Linked DNA regions of Capsicum annuum: region 2 is linked to region 1. A link is a contact called in public Hi-C data. All regions are on one chromosome and are shown on one strand. The core of a region is the stretch at or near the end of the contact, and the rest is flanking DNA. Distances in the headings are between cores, read along the strand shown.

Region 1 (4,621 bases), core at 1,398-3,897:
TATGTAGGTAATGAATAGGTTGAAAGAACTTGATGAGGAGGGTAGAAAGTGGAAAGAAAATTTCAGTCCATATGCTTTGGAACTGTATAATGATTACTTGATCATTGCACAATCTTGTCACATTCATTCTAATGGAGACCAAGGTTATGAGGTGGTTGAGGGAGAAGATCGACATGTTGTGAATCTTGCTAGGAAGAAGTGCACATGTAGAACGTGGGACTTGACAGGTATTCCATGTCCTCATGCCATTAAAGCCTATCTTCAAGACAAACAAGAACCAAAAGTTCGTTTGCACCCGTGTTATTTAAAGGAGACATACAATTTAGTGTATATGCATAAAATACAACCTGTTAGAGGTGAGAAATTCTGGAAAATTGATCCTTCTCGTGCTATGGAGCCACCAGAAATAGTTAAAATGGTAGGTAGACCAAAGCTTAAGAGGAAAAGAGAAAAAGCTGAGGGAAGAAAGAGGGAGGGGGTGTGGTCAGCTTCAAGAAAAGGATTGAAAATGACATGGACATTGTGGTGACACTGGTCACAATCAAAGAAAATGTCCTTTGGTAAGTAATTTATCTTTATGTAGTCAATAATTATGCTAATTAATCCATCAGTTTAACTACTTTGTCAATTTTTTTTTAGCTTCAAAGATCAGCACAAACAGCCCAAGATGTGGTAGTTGCAGCACCCCTAGCGAGTCAAGAATCTATCAGTGTCTTCATGCCTACTCCTGATTTTATTTGTTCTTCCAGTCAACAGAAAAGCCTCTTTGCTGGACTTTCAAATTCAAAGACATCAATCAACCTATTACATCTTTAAGTGTAGTTTCTGATGAAGATGATGAATCTGAGGAGGAGGATCAGACAATTCTAAAGCCTAAGGCAATATCTGAAGAAAAGACTAGGCTTCGACCAACTGGTACTAGGAGAATTGGCTTCAAGGGAGATGAAAATGGCGCGAGTATGCCCACTAATTTGCCATATTCACCAAGAAAACTTACTTGGAAAGGCAAAAGAGCTACGACTTCAAATCAGTTGACAATTGAAAAGAAAAAATTGTCAAACTAAAGACAAAGAGGGGCGGCAAGCAGTAGGTAACTGCATTATGTAGTTGTTTTATAGTTTTGATATTTTTCTGGTTTTTTATGTTAATCAGATTTGAAAGTTGTATTTGGAATCATTTATCAATACTTTGTAGTTTTTGAACAATATCGTTATATGAGAATGCTATTGGAAGCTGGGAACAAGTTAGTTTTTTTCAACTTTGGTGCATTTTTTGCTACTGCTTTCTAATAGTTTTGTTTTTCCAAACTTTGATTTGGGTAAGGTTACCTGCGAGGGAGATATTCACATTGGTATTCTGCTGCTGCTGTGTATAGACCATCTCTACCATGACTTTTTAAATTGGGTAGTTTGAATCTCTTATGTTTCTTTTCGTCAGTTTTGCCAGTTTTGCATCACTGCTGGTTAGATGTTTTTATTTCTCTCTTCTTTTTTTTTTATCTTTTTCCGCAAGTAACCATTTTCAGTTCTGGTTTATTAGCAATGTTCTGCAAGTAACTTTTGACCTTCAAGAGTATGGGGTCGTTTATCGTGATGCATAACATAGACAAGTGAGCTGAAGGCACCTTGTGCATTGCTGCAGGTATACTGGTGCAGCTCCCGTTACCGAAACATATTAATAAAGAAAAAGTTCTCAGTGAAATCAGTCTGGAAAAGGTTGTAGATGGCTTTCATCCTCTGAATATTCTCAATTCATTAGTTTTTGTTTCCTATACGCTTGCGATATAGCTTTTCCCAATTAAATACTACTCCCTCTGTTTCAATTAGTTTGTGTTTTGACTTGATGCGGAGGTTTAATAAAGAAAGGAAGATTTTTCAGTCTTGTGATCTTAAACATATGTTAAACGTGTCAAAATGCTGTTTAATCTTGTGATCTTAAACAAGTCACATGAAAAGTTGGAATTAAAAAATTGCTAAAAAAGAATTAATATTTTTTTGAAACGGACTAAAAAAGAAAGTGACGAAATCAATTGAAATGGAGGGAGTATTAAACGGACGAGATTCTTTTATATTTTTTATTTGTTATATTTGTTATTTGTCCTGAACCGGGGTTTATCGGAAACAACCTCTCTACTTCGCGGAGGTAGTGATATGAACTGTGTATACTTTACTCTCCCCAGATTGGGAATCACTGGGTATGTTGTTATCGTCATCGTCGTCGTCGCTTAACTAAGTTGCTGCACACTTTTTTCAGATCAAAGGCAGCTGAATCAAACCAGGTGCTGCAGTAATTGATGTTGGGACAAATACTGTAGATGATCCTTCTAGGAAGTCGGGTTATAGGCTCGTTGGAGATGTCGATTTATAACTCCAGTTCCGGGAGGCGTTGGACCAATGATGCTTACAATGCTTCTGAAGAATACATTGGATGGAGCTAAACGAGTTATGGACAAGTAATCACTTCAATTCCTTTGGCTCTGTAGACTACAATAAATATGTCATGGCTACAAGAAGATATGCAGATTTGGCAACTGAAAGAAAAGTTATTTTCAAAGAATCATAAAAGATCAAGGAAGAAGAGAGTAGTGGAATGATATGCTGTAAAGTGTTTTCCCTCTTTTGATGTTATGACCCAATTTTTTCATAAGATATTTAGTCGGATCGAGTTTTTAGTTGGGTGGGATAGTGGGATCTGGTTGGATCATTTATTTATTTATTAATAATAATAAATATTAATTAGTTAAATTTCTAACCAATAATAAATTGACATTTGTTAACTGTTAAGTGAATGGATATTTTTGAGTTAAATAGGTTGAAGAAAGGATATGTTTGAGCCTAAAGATGAAGAATTTGTGGACTATTTTCCAAACTTGAAGATATATTAAACCCTTTTCCATTTGTATTTTCAAAAAAATATTTCCCCCTTCTTATTTTAAGACCGCCGCTCCTGCCACCACTCTACCACCATAAGGAAAAAATGGAAGAGTGATTCTTTTGGACATACAAAAAAAAAAAAAAAATCTAAATCCTTTAGGTTTTATCCCCTTAACAGAATTCCTCTCCTTTTGTTTTCCTTGTGTTACCGTGGCTGCTTCTCCACCCAGAAGAATCACTCTTGCATTTTTCTCTTCATGCTAGAGTATCATTTTTTTTTCATTCTACCTATTTTTTCGTTCTTTTAAAAATAAAAGATTGTTAATCGAGAAAATTTATGCAGAAGAAAATTATTAGAGGAGAATAAGAAGGAAAACATGTGGAGAATCGAAAAACTTGACTGATAGAGTGGGGAAATTATGACGACCGGGAAATAGAGAAACAGGGAAGATTGGGGAAGGGATGTATAAATGGATTTTTGCTTTGATTTTTTATAAAATTATTTCATTTTGGGTGACATTTTTTTAATCATCAAAATTCATTTTTATGATTATTTTAATTGAAAATGCCATATGTCACCGTTTGATTGTTATTCTGACGCTCATTGTCATGTACATTACACTCGCTATTTTTTAAAAATTAGAGTGTCTAATAGGAAGAAGGCTAAGTTAACGTATGAATAATGTGGGCAACTTTAAGGGTCCGTTTATGACTTAAGTGAAATAATGTTCTCGAAATTATAGGGCTCTTTTGGCTGAGGAACACGTTATCTCGGAACTAATTATCCCCAAATTAGTTATTCCAGAATTGTTATCCCACCCTTAATATAGGATAAAAATGACACTACAGTCACAAAATAACTAATTCCAAAATAAGTTTTCCACCATTTTATTCCAACCAAACATGGGATAAATTCATTTTAAAATTAATCCCAAAATTAATTATCCATTATCTCTCGTGCCAAACAAGCCCTAATATTTTCCTTTATTTTTCATGACAAGCATGGTTAATAATCATTCAAAATAACTTTTCCCAAAATTTAGAACAGAGACAAATATCTAGGTGCTACACAAACAAACAAATCAAATAATTGAAAAGAATAGAAATAAAAGCCCCCTCAAACAAAGTTTGTAATTGTCCCTTCGTTTGTTACTCACACAAATACACACAGACATAACCAAAACACACAATATATACCTTCACGTTCTTGCTCTGCAAGTTTCATTAGAAACTCATCCAAATTCTTCTGCAAAATATTTCGATCATTGAGGAGGAATTCGATTTCACCAGTGATTTTAGCAGCAACAGAAGTTTTTGCATCTATGTGACTAAGTTTGGCTTTAAGTTCCACGATCTCATACTCGATGCCTTGAATGATTTCACGAATCTTGTGTTCAGACCATGTCATTCTATAACCAGCAGTAACAGGATTATTCTCCGGTGGGATTTCATCATCATCAGCACCACAATCCTTACTAAAGCTTTCTCCGGTAACAATTTTATCCTCATCCATTTCTCTGATGAACAAAAAAATTGTACTTACATACAACTGATAATATCCAAATTAACACGGCTATATGTAGTGAAATTTCGTAGTTTAGTTGAAGTAATCCCGCAAAGATTTCATCATCTTTAATGTAATTGTAACTGAAACTCATGTGAATTTATGTTCACACCAAAGTAACTTTCTATTGAGAATAATTAATGAACTAGTGTGATTATAATTCGTCCTAGATTTTATTGAATTA
Region 2 (4,621 bases), core at 611-3,110, 210 kb after region 1:
ATAAGTCAACAATAAAAGATGACCAAAACTTGACACAATGTGCATATAGAGCAGAATAAACAATTCCAGAACAATAATAAAAATTACACTAACGCGATGAGTACAACAGACTCGAGGTCAAAAATTAGAACTTAGTAAGAATTTTTGCAATTATGATTATTAAAGACGGTCCTTAGTATAATACATCAAAGATTGAATAGAAATCAAAATATAGTAGAAGTTATGAGCTTGAATACCTCTTAGGTGTGAAGCTATGACTGTGAGCTTGAATACCTCTTCTTGATGTGAATAATGAAACTTGAGAGTGAGAGACAGTGAGACACTGTGTTCTTATAAGGAGAGGCGCCGCTAAGAGTAAGTCAGTAAGAGGCGCAACTCAAGAATATTTCTATGTTTTTGAATAAAGTTAAACCCTAAGTGCTAATAGTTATTTCACTGATGGAATTAAAAAGTTAAAAGGGTGTTGGCCTATTGGGCCTTATAGGCCATATGTTAATGACTAATCTAATGGATTATAAATGGGCTCAGCACTCAGCAGTCTGGTACACCACTACACTGTATTGTAATTATAACGGGATATTGGGTTATCGGGCCACCCGATAAAAAGGGTTTATAAATCGATGCCCGAGCCGATAACCTGATTTTAGAAAAATCTGTACCAAAAACTGATCCGATAATCAAAAAAAAATGAATTGTTAAGCCGATAAGCATATTATCGGTTCGGGTTAATGGTTTGAACCAAAATTTGCACAGCCCTAAATGCCATGAAGAAGAAACACATCAAGCTCATCACCATCTTTCAAGTCCTTCATAAAGTCAAATAACTCTCTATCAGAATTAATTGGAACTAACTCTTCACCATATGTATGTTGACAGTGGAACCCCTCAATATTTGAATACCCAAGATCTTTAGCGTAGGAAAGAAACTTAAAAAGACTATAGTGGTCTTTATCAATAGCAACAGCAAAGACATCAACCTCACCTTTATAACTAAGCTTAGGGCCCGCTACAATATTTCCCCCGTGATGAAAACAAGTCAAAATATAGTTGTCCATTATATTTCCTTAACAGCCCCCAGAAGATTCTCAACAAAAAGAAATACCCAAAATACCCTTGAACCAGAAAAGTACCAAAATAACCTTGTATTTATCAGTGAAATCTGAAAAATAACACATAAATTAGTCAAATCCCCAAAACACCCACACAAAATCCTAACTTTGTCACTGAAATCCCTAAAAAAACTCCAATAATAAAAATTCAGAAAAAACACTACGAATTGTTGGGGTAAAATATCCATACAATTAGGAAAATAGAAAAAAAGTAAAGAACAACTTTAGTTGTGCCTCAAATTTCTTCAATTTCGTTAATTTAAAAAAAAAAATCTTCAATTTCGTCGATGAACATTAATCAACACTTCATTGCATTCATTGTATCTACAAAAAATACCATTATTAGCTAGATCTCTCTACGAATTAACGAAAATTGAATCAAAAGTAAAAATAAATAAATTATCGGAGCTCTTCAATCGGGTTTGAGAAATGATATGGAAATAAAAATTTTGTGGGATTTTACCCCTTAAATTTTGATATGCTAATGTGTAAAGTAGTTTTCATCGTGGCAAGCTTTAAATGACTTATAAAATCTACGTGGGTCGTTTGACTCACACGCGCCTCACCTTAATTTTAATAAGGCAAAAAGTATCAAAGTAAGATACTTTTATCTACTTGAGGTGTTTAAAATAAACATGATCCAGTTAAGATATCTAAGTGAAAGATGGTGCCAATTTTAGGGGTCACCGATGAGTTTGGTCATTAATTTTTAGTAAGATGAATAATTAAAGATAAAAATGAAATAAAATATAAGGAAATATATTGGGATAATTTTTTATTTATTAGTGGAGAGAGAATTTCAAGTAACATCGCAAAAACTTGTATACATATTACAATTTGTTTTTCAGTTGGAATTATCTAAAAATTGATTAACGATAATACACTCTTTCTTCTTCTGTATTCCAACACAACGACCACCCTTATTCATTTTCCTTGCAGAGAAAAAAGGAATAGAGAGAGATCGAAGATGTACGGATTTACGAGCTTGAACACGGAAGATGGAGGAATCAAAGGGGATATAGAGGAAGGAACATTGTATCCAGGTCTTGGATATGGAGAGAATCAATTGCGTTGGGGTTTCATTCGTAAAGTGTATGGTATTCTTGCTGCTCAGATCCTCATCACTACTCTTGTCTCCGCTGTTACCGTTCTTTATGCACCAATCAATGATCTCCTTCGTGGCAGCCCTGGCCTTCTTCTCTTCCTCATTTTCCTTCCTTTCGTCTGTAAGTCATTACCCTAGATCTATCAATTTTTTGGTTATTTTGTTTGTGATTCACCCGATCTGCTTTCTGAATCGTTGACTTCTTTGTATTTGATGATTTTTTGTGTGCTTTGTATTGTCGTTATTTCGTATTTTGAGAGTAGAAATTTGAGATCTAGGATTTCGCCGTAAATTTATTTCTTTTATGCATGTGTTTGTTGTTGTATTAGTCGTATTTGTTGGAATTGAATCTGAATTAAAGAATTATATAGAAGACGGAATCACTGAAATCTTGTTTCGTCTAAACCTTTTTATTTTGGGATTTTCTATGAAAAATTGGCAAGACAAAGAAAGCATTCACTCCTCCCTCTTTTAAATGTAGATATTTTTCTCAGATCTGTTTGCAACTGCACTACGAATTTGTACTTAATGCATGGTCTGATGCTTCTCGATTCGCTCATATCAAATTGTCCAAAAGTTTATCGACCTGTCTGCACCACTTTCCTTCCTTTTGTAGAAAGCTAACAGTAATAATTTGTTTGTGTGCAGTGCTGTGGCCCTTGCACGTATATCAGCAGAGGCATCCATTGAATTTTGTTTTCCTTGGCCTCTTCACTGTCTCTTTGAGTCTCACAGTGGGTGTGACGTGTGCTAATACTGATGGTGAGTAGTTTCTTTGCTTTATGAATCTTTCTATTTTTGGCATTTGTTGTTGTTATCTTTATACTTTGACATGTTGGATGATTTTGCTCATGCTCATGTGCTTCGAAATTACAGGAAGAATTGTGCTTGAAGCTTTGGTCTTGACATCAGCTGTAGTTTCAGCCCTGACCGGATACACATTCTGGGCTTCTAAGAAGGGCAAGGACTTCAGCTTCCTGGGTCCAATACTGTTTACTAGCCTCTTTGTACTTATCCTGACTGGATTTATGCAGGTTGGTGTAACCTTCCCTTCTGCCTATCACCCTGTTCCAGTTCGAGAAAATAGAACTTTCACATGACCTTCTATTTTGTAGCTCTGACTTTTGAGAGTTTGTCCATTTGCAGATGTTCTTCCCTCTTGGATCTACAACTAGTGCTGTTTACAGCGCAATGGGTGCTATAATTTTCTGCGGATACATCATTTATGACACAGACAACCTGATTAAGAGGTTCACATATGATGAATACATCTGGGCATCTGTCACTCTGTACCTGGATGTTCTGAACCTGTTCTTGACCATTCTGCGCATTCTGAGGCAGGGAGACAACTAAGTTTGTGGGCACTGTCACCTGATGTGTGTGTGATTGGAACATTTTTAAGAATTGCTTTGTTTGTCCATTAGTATGCAGAAATACCGTTCTATAGATAGGCATCTTACTATCTCTCTACTGGTATATTACTTGTAAGTAGCACTCTTAAGTTCCAGTGTTTTGATGTTGTCAAGGCTAATTATCTGGAAATTCCAAAATAAAGTGTCATTTATTTTTACAGTAATTGACTCAAGAGAAATGGGACACGTTCTCTGGCCTGACAGAGCTCAAACGTAGCAATATATTCTTTTAACTTTGAATGTGTTATGTGTCCAGTTCCCTTGTGCTAGCAAAATTCATGTAATACGGAATTAAATTATGAAGGTGTTGGTTGCTGAAATTTTCAACTTGTATGATGTACGCTTGTAGTTTTGGGTCGTCTTTTTAAAAATTAAAGTTTTCTCATTTTACCTCCTTTTGAACTTTCAGTAGCAGTTGTGTGCAATCTCTCCTTGGTCTGGTAGTCATCACTACTTTTAGGGGGCTAAGGTATTAATCTCTGGAAAAAAATACCTGATACAAAACAGACGGAAATTGTACGCTGCTATCCCAGAGGTAGACATTGTATGGTTTTTCCCTTGTCCAACATTATACCTGGCTAGAACTTTCTACCAACCTAACTGAGAAGGTTAATATGACAAATCATCACTAGCAGAGTTGATCAACTGTCAACTGCGTAGATCAAGTCATTCCACATCAATTATGGCACTTAAAAGAGTCCATTTACAATTTATGTAAGAGAAAGATGAGTATCACGGAAAAGTCAATGCCCACCAATATCGTTTAGCTTACTGATGCAGCTTAGGAATTTTGCTTAGCTCACATGAAGTTTTAGTTAGATACTCTAATTCTAAAACCAGTTGACCTTCTTGTAGAATTCCCTTAGATTACCCCTGATTCTCGTTCCGAATTGGTAGGATCAGAAGCAAACCACCTATGATTTTTGGCTGAGATCGTTCACATTCGCTATGGTAAAGAATATGTTTCTCAAATGAAGGATTAATTTAGACCTCTT

The links. Hi-C and Micro-C count contacts between places; a contact is called where the count stands out from the background.
Region 2: a Hi-C map of bud shows a contact between it and region 1, with 5 times the contacts expected there. The contact joins the promoter of LOC107841913 here to the enhancer-like site in region 1. A contact is called at or near these places in 3 of 5 Hi-C or Micro-C datasets (bud, leaf and placenta).

Annotation. Positions count from the first base shown.
Region 1 is chr1:176,735,239-176,739,859 of UCD10Xv1.1, forward strand. LOC107841878 (pentatricopeptide repeat-containing protein At5g18950) reads left to right here. Exons shown (of 7, transcript XM_047398965.1): 6 at 8-560; 7 at 640-1,258. Among protein-coding and RNA genes, the nearest start is that of LOC107841878, 19 kb to the left of the region's middle. Within about 2 kb of position 2,648, at least 5 of the 5 cell types and tissues checked have an H3K27ac peak or open chromatin away from gene starts, as enhancers often do. A contact at or near this core is called in bud and leaf, where this site is marked.
Region 2 is chr1:176,947,054-176,951,674 of UCD10Xv1.1, forward strand. LOC107841913 (BI1-like protein) reads left to right here and starts at 1,861. Exons shown (of 4, transcript XM_016685765.2): 1 at 1,861-2,335; 2 at 2,863-2,976; 3 at 3,091-3,248; 4 at 3,361-3,786. The coding sequence starts at 2,077. The coding sequence ends at 3,567. It overlaps LOC107841898 (a long non-coding RNA gene), which reads right to left and starts at 431. Exons shown (of 4, transcript XR_001665482.2): 1 at 237-431.